Linked DNA regions of Sus scrofa: region 2 is linked to region 1. The links are chromatin contacts, called in public promoter capture Hi-C maps. All regions are on one chromosome and are shown on one strand. The core of a region is the stretch at or near the end of the contact, and the rest is flanking DNA. Distances in the headings are between cores, read along the strand shown. Region 1 holds the start of RIN3 (ras and Rab interactor 3). Region 2 overlaps RIN3 (ras and Rab interactor 3).

Region 1 (4,992 bases), core at 1,545-4,044:
GGCCTGGGGGTGAGAGGTCATACGGGATAGCTCCTCAGCATCTCTGAGCACTGTAACACAGGTAGATGTGCAGCCCAGGAACAGAGGATCAGGGGGGCGCCTGAGAACCGCCTTCTAGCATTTGCATGTCAAGAAGGATGGGGCTCCTCTGAACAGCGACTCTAATGGGAGAAGTTGGAGGAAGACTACAGCTTAAGGTCAGGAATTCCTTTCTTTGGTATCTGCCTGCCGGAAAAGCTACCTCAGTGGTAGGGAGTTCTCCATCACTGGAGGTATGCAAGTATCTTTTGGGAATGTTGTCAAAGGGATTCCTGTGCGGGGTGTGAGATTAAATAAGATGCTATCTAGTAATTCTTCCAACTCCAAAGGTCCTTTTAAATAAAGCAGCATTTTTAGGAACAAACTAATATTTACGTAATACTTGGGATGTGCCAGGCGATGTTCTAAGCAGATCTGAGCTGGTGGGTTAAACTTTAGCTGCCTATGGGCAGCCACTTAAATATTAATTCATCCAATCCTTATAACACCTTACAAAGCAGGTGTTATTATTATGCCCAGTTTACAGGTGAGGCCAAGGCCAGGTCTCTTGTCCAAGGTTAAACAGTTGGCAAACAGAGGGGTTACACTCAATACATGATAATCAGCAGGAATTATGACTAGTACAAACTTGCCCTACAGGCCCATGTGCAAAACTTTTAATGCATTATCTCATTTAATTCTCACAATAACTTTAAAGGGTAGTTACTATTACTTTCATTTTATAGATAAGTAATGAGGGGCAGAGGCTTAAGCAAGTGACCCAGTCATGAACAGAGAAAGGCAAGAGGAAGCAGGTAAGGAAAGGTCCTTCTGGGGAAAATACGGGAAGTCAGAGAGCTCAGGACCCTGGCCCCTCACCTCCCCTTCCTCCCTGGGAAACTCCTAGCTCCTCCCATCAATACTGGGTGTGGTCGATACTTGCCCCTGGGGGGTCCCCTCCCCAACAGAATTTCCAGTTCCTCCAGCCCAGTGGCATTTGTCTTTCCATTTCCAAGGGAAAGCCTCCAGGCGGAACTTCCCGGCTGGCGCGGAAATGGGGGAGAGGGGAGGAGGAAGACATTCGGAGGCAGTTGCTTACAGGCCCCTCGGAGACACCCCTCCCACTTGCGTGGGGGCCAGGCTGCCCCCCAGTTCGGAACTGCTCAAGAACAGCCCAGCCCTCTGTTTTAAGCAGCGGGAGAACTGAGGCCCTGGAAGCTGCGATCGCAGAGAAGGCCAGGCAGCAGCTGGGTGTCCATCGCTGAAGGAGTCAGAGACTTTTAAACCCCAAAGCCGGGAGCGAGTTCCCCCGAGGGGCGCCCATCAGCCTTGGCCCCCAGAAAAGGTCTAAGAGGCTTTCCCAGGAATCTGGCTCCACTGGAGCCTCCTCAACCCTCTGAAGCTCCCCGGGACGCCGGCTGGGCTGGGCGGGGCAAGGGAACCTACTCCTCGGAACGCAGCCCTGAGCGCCGTGCGAAAGTTCGAGGTTGCGAGGTGGCGGGTGGGGGACAAGAAACAAGCGACCCCTCTCGAAAGCCAGTTCCCAAGCCGGTCCCGCTTCACGCATTCCAAGCTGCACCTTCTCCCCGGGGGATCCCGAAGGCCACGCGCAGCTCGTGCGCCCTGGACCCTCCCCGTGCCCCAGGCTTCGCAAAGGCCGGTCCGAAGGTCACCGTCCCTACACCCGCTAAAGGGGTGGGGGAGGGGGTCCCGGTGGGTCTTCGGTCTAGGCGGGCCGGCCAGCTATTAGGCCGCGCGCGTCCCAACTTACGGGGACCCAGGTCCCCAGCCCCATGCCCGGCCGAGTGCCAGCACCCAGGGAAGCGCGCGGGGCACGGGCGGAGCGGCGGAAGCGGGAGGCTGGCGGGGCTCGGACCGCAAGGGATTGCAGTTAACCTTCCAGCGGGACTAGAGGCCGGGGAAGGGGCCGCGTTCACACAGTTCCTCCGCTCCGGCTCTGACAGGTTCGAGACACCCCTCTGACACCCGCCCGGCCGGTCGCCTAACGTGCCGGCTGGTTTTCCGGCGAGCGATGTCTGGGCTTAAAAGTTTAGCCAAGTCTCCAGGTCCTGCAGAGGCACCAGGGCCGCCCCCTTCGGCGCAGAACCCGGGTCCGGCCTTGGCCGTGGCCAGGGGCTCTGTCTCAGCCTGACACCCCGAGGTCCCGCGGCTGGGGCTCCTCTGGGAGTTCGAGCACCCTCGGGGGCGGGGAGGAGTAGTGGGGCGAGAGGGACGCGGGCCGACCGGGGCCCGGGGACCCGGAGGGAGGAGGGGGCGTCGGCCCCGGACTTACCCCGCGGGGTCCGCTCGCGCGGGCGCCCCGGCCCGTCGGATCATGCCGCCGGCAGCTCCGGGACGATGAACGCAGGGGCTCAGGCTCCGGGCGGTGCGGGTTGCGGGGCCCCGGGCGCCCGCATGTCCCTGGCGCTGCCCTCGGGAAGGGCCCGGGCAGGCACCGCCGCCAGCCCCGCGCCCAGTCGGGAAGCCGCCGCCGCCGCCGCCGCCGCCGCCGCCGCGCTCTGGGGCGCTCGCTCCCTCTACTTCCTGTATCGGAGCGAGCGGGGCTTTCAGGAAGAGGCTGGCCTTGGTGGTCAAGTTTTTTTTTTTTTTTTTTTGTCAAAAGCCTCTCGGCGGCGGCTCGCGGCCCCGAGCCCCCCTGGGGCATACGGAAGCCCGGCGGCCGCGACCCCGAGACCCGGCGGCGTCGGACCGAGGCGCTGGGTGCCGGCGTCCAGCCGCGGGGTGCTGCCTCCGCCGCTCCGGCGGCTCCGGAGACCCGGGAGAAAAACTTAGAGAAAAGTTTTCAACTTGGCGCAGAGTCGCGTGGGAAGGAAGGCGCTCCCGCTTCTGCTCCTCCGGCAGGCGGGGGAACGAACGTGGGGCAGGTGGGGAGGCCAAGGGCTCTTCCCAGGGCACTCTCCCGCCCTACCTCCTGTCTGAAGGAGCCTCAAAATCGCTCAAGGCCAGTCCCAGAGCCTCCTCCACATCTGTGACAGGTGGCCATGCTGCCTCCTCTTGGATGCCTCCGCTGACGATGAACTCACTACCTCATAAGGCAGTTCATCCGCCACACCAGGCATCTAATTCACCTGTCCTAGGTACCATACTTAGATGGGAGCAGAGGGAGAAAGCCAGTCAGTTTACACAAATACACCACCTACAGCAACCCTGGCGGGACCAGAAGACCACTCTTCTAAATGCCTGGGTACTCCAAAATGCCTCCCTGAGCTAGGACTGCCCTCAGAGCATTTCACAGTGACTAGTCAGGACTGCACCCCTGCAGGGTGACCTCTGTCTACTGCAGGGTTTCTCAGCCTTGGCACTGTTGATATATGGGACCGGATAATGCTTTGTTGTCGGAGCTGTCTTGTGCATTGTAGGATGTTCAGCTGCATCCATGGCCTCTGCCCCCTCTGCCAGTAGCATCACCCCCTCCTTGTAACAACTGAAAATGTCTCCAGACATTGCCAAGTATCCCTGGGCACCAGAATCCTCCCAGTTGAAACCCACCTATCTAACTTTATTTCATAGATAAGGAAACTGAGACTTAAAGCAAGGAGGTGGCTTGCAGCAAGATGAGGTGCAGACTGGACTGACGCCCAGGTAAAAAGCATCTGGAGGCCGCGTTACCCTCCATCCCTCTGCTTGCTCATCTCTAAAGGTGGGAGTAAATGGGGTGGCACACCAGAATGACATGATTAGTCCTTTGCTGTTGCTAAAACAAGCCTCTAGGCCGCTCCTGGGGCTCCCTGGGCCCCAGGGATGAGTTCTAGCCAACACTCACACGTAGAGTAGTCTTTCAGACCCCTTTATACTGATCTAGACTGTGATTAACCCTACTTTTCCATGTACCCCCTCCCCAAATAAAAATTTCCTTCAGCTCCCTGGGCCACCTCTGAGAGACTCAAGACAAGCCCCTCTAAAGCCTCGGTTCCATGGAATCAGCCCCAAGGGTCTTGTCTCATCCCCACAGAGGCCTCTGCAAGGCCCGCTGCTTACCTGCTCTGTGAAGTTAGGATTCCTCCGGTGGCCACCTGACGAGGTCCCACTTTGACCCTGTTGCTGGCAACTGACCAAAGGGGAGGCGCCAAGATTCCAGAAATCTGAGCAGCCCCTTGTAGTTCTGGCCTCTGCCAAGGTTGCCCTCAGACCCCTTCCTGGGTCCCCTTTGCACACTTCTCTCCTGGGAATGGATCTCAGGGCTCCTACTGGGAAGTGAAATCTACTGCTCTTTGGGCCGGCAAGCTCTTTCCTCTACCCTCACCTTTTTTGGTTAACAGCACCCTGGAACCTGGTTTCCATTTAAGGAGTCACCTCTCCTCAATTGGGTTCAGATGAAGATAACAAGATTCTACCGCCATTTTAGAGGGAACACATGATTCTAGTCTGGCCAATCAGAGCCCTACACTTACTGGGCCCAGTGATTGGCTTATGGATGAACACATGACCAAAGCTGGGCCAATAAGATCCCTCCCTGGGACTTTTTGTTGGCACTGTCAGGGAATGCCAGCCGTCTTCCCCTCCCCCCAAGCTGGCCTTAGTCTGGGAGAGTATAGACTTGGGGCAGCCCAAGAGACACCTGGACCACCATGAGGTGAAGTGGTGCTCAAGAAGACAGGCAAGATGGAGGAAAGCAATGCAGAAAGACCATGCCCTAGTGACATCTTCGAGGCCTAGATCCTGATAGACTTAAAGCCAGATGCACCGTGAGACATCTCAGGTACAAGAACCAATATAGTCCTTCTTAAAAAACTCAAACACAATGGAGTTCCTGTCGTGGTTCAGCGGAAACGAATCTGACTAGCATCCATGAGGCCACAGGTTCGATCCCTGGCCTCACTCAGTGGGTTAAGGATCGGGCATTGCCGTGAGCTGTAGTGTAGGTCGCAGAGGAGGCTTGGATCTGATGTTGCTGTGGCTGTGGTGTAGGCCGGTGGCTATAACTCTGATTTGACTTCTAGCCTGGGAACCTCT
Region 2 (4,992 bases), core at 1,560-4,059, 74 kb before region 1:
TGCCTGCCGAGCCATCTTTCATGCAACGCACCACTCAGAATGGGTTGGAGGACTGATCCTAACAGATTCCGATCCCACTTCCTAAAAAGGGCCCTAGATCATCAAACTGGCCCCTGATAGGAAAGGCCAGGAGTGTAGATCCTGAGGGTAAAAAGCCAACGTGACAGGAGCCTGGGGAGTGCGTCACAGCTGGAGCAGGAAGGAGGGTCACCTGCGGGCCTGCCGGGTGGGTCAGGTGTCCCTCCCATCCCCGCTCAGCTTCTTCCCCACTCGGAAGGTCACAGTTGCCTTCTGGCTGGCGGGACCCACTGCTGCCCGGCAACGCCAGGGTTGCCATGGGAACCACTACCTGGACAGTTTGTGGCTGAGGTACAAAAAGGACTGTGCTGCGATCGTCAGGCCCCATTTTCTGCAATCGGTGAAAACTACTCCCTCTGTTCCCAGGGGTGGAAGTGGGGAGAGAGGCGATTTCTCTGGAGTCCAGGGGACCCCACGATCCCAGGCCCAGCTCTGGCACCCACTTGCTTCAAGATGACCCTGCCATGCAGCTGGGTCACCTGTGAAACGAGAGAACGGTCCTATCCCTGCTTAAAGGAAGGGCACTGCTTGACTAGGGCTTCCAGAAGCTCTGGTTCCAGTACGGCTGCCAGCAGAAGTGAGAACAAACATCCCCGTGCCAGGCGGCAGATCTCCCTGGTTGTGCAAGCAGGCCTGCTGCCCGCCATACAAGGACTAGAGCCTGGAGTGGGGCAGACTCTGGGTCCCGTGCCAGGCAAAGCCCAAACCCGGACAGGACTGAAGGCGCGGGCTCTTGGCTCCATCCCCCACATGCCCGCAGACCAAAGCCTTCAAGTCTCTGGTAGCTTCCTCTCCACTGCCACGCGAGGACAGGAGTCACGGCGGCCTCCTGGGGCCCCCAGCTTACGGCGCAGACTGAGCGCTTCCCCACAGAGAGGCCCTGCGTGAGGAAGGGCAGCCCCTCCGTCGATGACAACACTGAGGTCTGGAAAGCCTGGGTGGGGTGGATGGCAGGGGGTGGGCTAGGGCTCAGGGACCGGGGAAAGGGTGCTGATTTGGAAATTTGAGGAAAACAGGCCCCTTTCTCTCTCCCTGGCTGCTACTCACAGTCCAGGGTGGGGGTCTTGGCCCCTGCTTTAGCGGCTGGCCCTGGAGTTCCTTGTCTGTCTCTTTCCCAGGCCCGAGCCTCCCTGTGTAAAGCTCCCAGCCCCTCTCCAGCCCCAAGGCCTCTCAGGAGATCACCCTTCTGCATCCCCCAATCTCCCCATCAACCACAGGCCCCTGGGGCAGGACCCACTGCAGGGCCTCCTGTGCAGAGTCCCAGCGCAGCAAGCCTTTGCCCAATGCACTTATGACTGGAGGCCAGTGAGAAAGGAACAGGAGAGGACCTGGCAGCCATGGTCAGGGGGCCACTTCTAAAGGCTCTCGGTGCCCAGTTAGAGGGTTTGGCAAGGGCTTCCTCCTCCACTAAACTGCACAACGTGACAAGCAGAACACCAGCTGGATTTAATCCTACCAGGCACTTTTGGTCAGTGCACAAGCAGCACAACTGTCCATGGCAGCCCTGGGTGTGAGTCAAGGCCATCTTTGCTGGCTGTGCTTGGCATAAGGAACAATCACCTCTTGATTCTGTCTTAGGAATTTCAGGATGAAAAAAGTACAGCAACATCTTTTTATTGAGTTCTCTACCACACTCCGGGTTTGCTCAGACTAGACCCATGCATCTCTAGTGGGGAACCACTAGAAAGCCAGAAGAGAAGGGCTCTTGGAGACAGCTCTGGCCCAACCTCCCTCCTTGCATAGACGGGGAAACTGAGGTCCAAACAAGGTGCTTCGCTGTCCTGGGAAAGAGGGTTAGCCTGGGTGGTGTCTAGAGTTTGATTCTGATGCTCTCCGGAATTTAGATCCTGAGCCTGCACTGCTGACGTTCTGCCTCCTTCTCCCAACTTTGCAGTGTGGGCTTGTCCAGATTTGAGCCTCCTGATCAGTAATAGAGGGCTATCACTATCATCTGCAGAGTTTTAAAAAGACAACAGTTTCATCTAGTGCATATCATCCACTCTCCACTGAGTGCCTGCTGCGTGCTAGCCTCTCCCCGCCTGCCTGCCGGCCTTCCTTCCTTCCTTCCTCCCTCCTTTCCTTCCATCCTTCCTTCCTTTCTTGGCTGCCCCACGGCGTATGGAGTTCCTGGGCCCTGGACCAGATCTGAGTCACAGCTTAATGCACTCTGTGGGGCCAGAGATCTGACCTGGTCCCAGTGCTCCAGAGACACAGCGGGAACTCCTAACCTCTGTATTCTAATTATCATGACAAGGCCATTATCCTCATTTTAGAGGCAAGGAAACTGAAGCTCAGAGGGTTTAAGTAACTGGCCTGAGGTTCTGACCAGGTGCCTCCAGGCCGGGAGCCTGCACATCAGAGACCTTGTGTTTAGCAGAAGTGGCGTGGAGTGGAGGGAGGGCTTCAGACCAGAATGCACTCCATGTGCCACACGTGGCCTCCTCGGTCCCCAGGCAGGCCCCTGCTGCCCTGGGAGAGGGCTTCCTGGGCAGCAGGGCTATGCTCGCCTCCCTCTGGTCTTTCCTGCGCATACACTCTCCCTTAGAGCGTGACAATGCCACATCAGGACATGACCATGACACCCAGGCCTGACTCTGGCCAGAATGAAGCCCCAGAAAGCAGGGCACCGGCCTTCCTTCTGTCCCGGGCCCAGGGCCTTGCCTGGATCAGGCCATGTGCTGGACGAGGTTGGCTACTACTGAGAGCATTCTCCCTGCACCCGCGTCAGCAGCCACATCTGCAGAACTGCCACGACATCGTTCGAGCTGTAACAAAAGCTTCCTTTTCTTGGACGGTGCTCTTCCTTATTTAGCAACCGTGCAGATGAGGCATCCAGTCTGGGAAAAGGAATCCAGAACGAGCTGTCACCACGCAGACGGGGACTATTTATAGGTTCAGATGCCAAAACAGAGGGGGAGACATCGGACAGATGTGCGAAGTGCCAAGTGTCAGGGAAGACTAAATAAAGGGTAAGCACATGGGGGAGGTGTCTGTGGAGAAGGAACGGGCGGGGGTGGGGGAGAGATGCTGAGCCCGCCCCCCGCGGCTTGAACGACCCACAGGGAACAAGCCTCGACGTCCACGTCCGTCGGGGAGAGCAAGCCGCCAGCTCCTCTGCTCAGATTGTGGGGCAGGCAGGCTTCTTTTTGACATAATGGACCCATCCTGAAAACCACGGCTCTCTCTGGGAGCAGAAGGGACAGGAGGAAAGGGAGGTGGCCCAGGTACCACCCTGATGGTGACAACGGCCCCAGGTGCCAGGGGGCAAGCCATCAAGAAACTACCTGGCCCAGAAGACAACCCAGCTTCAACTTCAGGAGCTTACAAAGTTTGTCCCCACCCTCGAGAGTTTGGGAACTTTGGTCTGTCTGTGACTGCCGCTTATGAGAGCTCTGAGACCCAGGGAGCTTAGGCAGCTGGCCGAAGGTCACAGAGCTGGGAAGTGGTACCAGGATGTGACCGTAGGGGACCCTGACTCTGCAGCCCGAGCTCTTACCCAGCACGCTGGGCCCTTGGCTCTCTAGACCTTGTTGTCCCGTAGAAATATAATGCAAGGCATATGTGCAATTGCACATTTTCTCACAGTCACGTTAGAAAGAGGAAATAGAAACAAATGCAAATTAATCATTCTCACAGATCCTATTTCACCCAACACATCCAAAATCGCATCATTTCAACAAACTGTAAATACAAAAAATTCCTGAGACATCTCACCGTCTTTTTTTTTATATGATGTGTTCAAAATCTGGTATGTCCTTAGCACAGCTCATCTCAATTCAGACTCACGACATCCACAGTGTTTAGCAGCCTCATGTGGTTCCTGGTTGCTGAGGCTGATGGCACAGCCTTACGCAGTGTTCCCAGTCAGGAGCTGGTCTGTGCCCCAGGGCACATCTGGCCGTGAGTGGACATCTTAGCTTGTTAGGAGGGGACGGGAGTGGTACCACTGGCATCTAGGAGGCAGAGGCCCGGGATACTGCTAAACATCCCAGAGCACACGGGACAGTGCTCTGCAGCCAAGGATGCCCAAGATTCCAATGTCAAGAGCACTGAGCTTCCGAAACCAGAGAGAGAACCAGCATGAGCTCCTGGGACAACCGGTGGGAGCCCTGGAGCCCTGCGAATGCCAGCCCCTAGAGCCACTTAGCACATAGCCGGCGCCTGACTTCAATGCTGGGATGGAACGAATGCAAGCAGGAGTGTCACCCGGACTCAGGGTCCTTGAGCTCAGCCTCATAAGAATCACATTACAGCCTCTTCACCAGCAGTACAGAGACACCAAGAGCCACTTCCTGGGTGTGGAACCAAGAACAAGGGATGGGTCTCAAGTCAATGGACATTTCACTTGCTTTGAGATGCTACTGAAACACCTGCTGGTGGACAGCCAGCCAGCTGGCCTCAGGACTCAGCTTTCTTCTCCCTGGCCCTGTTGTAAGCATCTTGGGGCAGGCTTGGCCCTTGCCACGGGGAGCCTGCCGTTCCAGGGAGCAAGTGCAAGGAGGGGCTGGTAACAAGGCTCTTGATTTCAGCTGTAAGTCAGACTGCATCCCCCAGATCAGTCTATCGGGGGAAAGCTGATGTTCTTTTTTTTTTTTTTTTTTTTAAATGGGCTCACCCATGGCATATGAAAGTTCCTGGGCCAAGGACTGAATCTGAGCTGTAGCTGTGACGTACACCGCGGCCAGCTGCAGCAACGCCAGATCCTTTAGCACCAGGCTGGCTATCAAACCTGTGCCTCTGCAGTGACTGGAGCCACTGCAGTCAGATTTTTAACCCACTGTGCCACAGTGGGAATTCTTTTTTATTTTTAATTTAAAACTTTTTTAGGGGTTCCTGTTGTAGCTTAGCAGTAATGAACCCAACTAGTATCCATGAGAGCGCAGGCTTGATCCCTGGCCTCGCTCAGTGGGTTAA

Evidence for each region. Promoter capture Hi-C pulls out the DNA fragments that hold promoters and counts their contacts.
Region 2: a contact with region 1 is called in a promoter capture Hi-C map of liver, with 4 times the contacts expected there. The contact joins the enhancer-like site here to the promoter of RIN3 in region 1. A contact is called at or near these places in 1 of 5 promoter capture datasets (liver), 3 of 47 Hi-C or Micro-C datasets (blood, heart right ventricle and liver) and 2 of 2 datasets of contacts at active chromatin or transcription factors (alveolar macrophages and skeletal muscle).

Annotation. Positions count from the first base shown.
Region 1 is chr7:114,032,939-114,037,930 of Sscrofa11.1, reverse strand. RIN3 (ras and Rab interactor 3) reads right to left here and starts at 2,794. Exons shown (of 11, transcript XM_021099628.1): 1 at 2,312-2,794. The coding sequence starts at 2,355. It overlaps LOC106507755 (a long non-coding RNA gene), which reads left to right and starts at 1,896. Exons shown (of 3, transcript XR_001303996.2): 1 at 1,896-1,982; 2 at 3,550-3,621.
Region 2 is chr7:114,107,153-114,112,144 of Sscrofa11.1, reverse strand. The region is part of intron 3 of RIN3 (ras and Rab interactor 3); the gene reads right to left. Among named protein-coding and RNA genes, the nearest start is that of RIN3, 75 kb to the right of the region's middle. Within about 2 kb of position 2,809, at least 24 of the 83 cell types and tissues checked have an H3K27ac peak or open chromatin away from gene starts, as enhancers often do. A contact at or near this core is called in alveolar macrophages, liver and skeletal muscle, where this site is marked.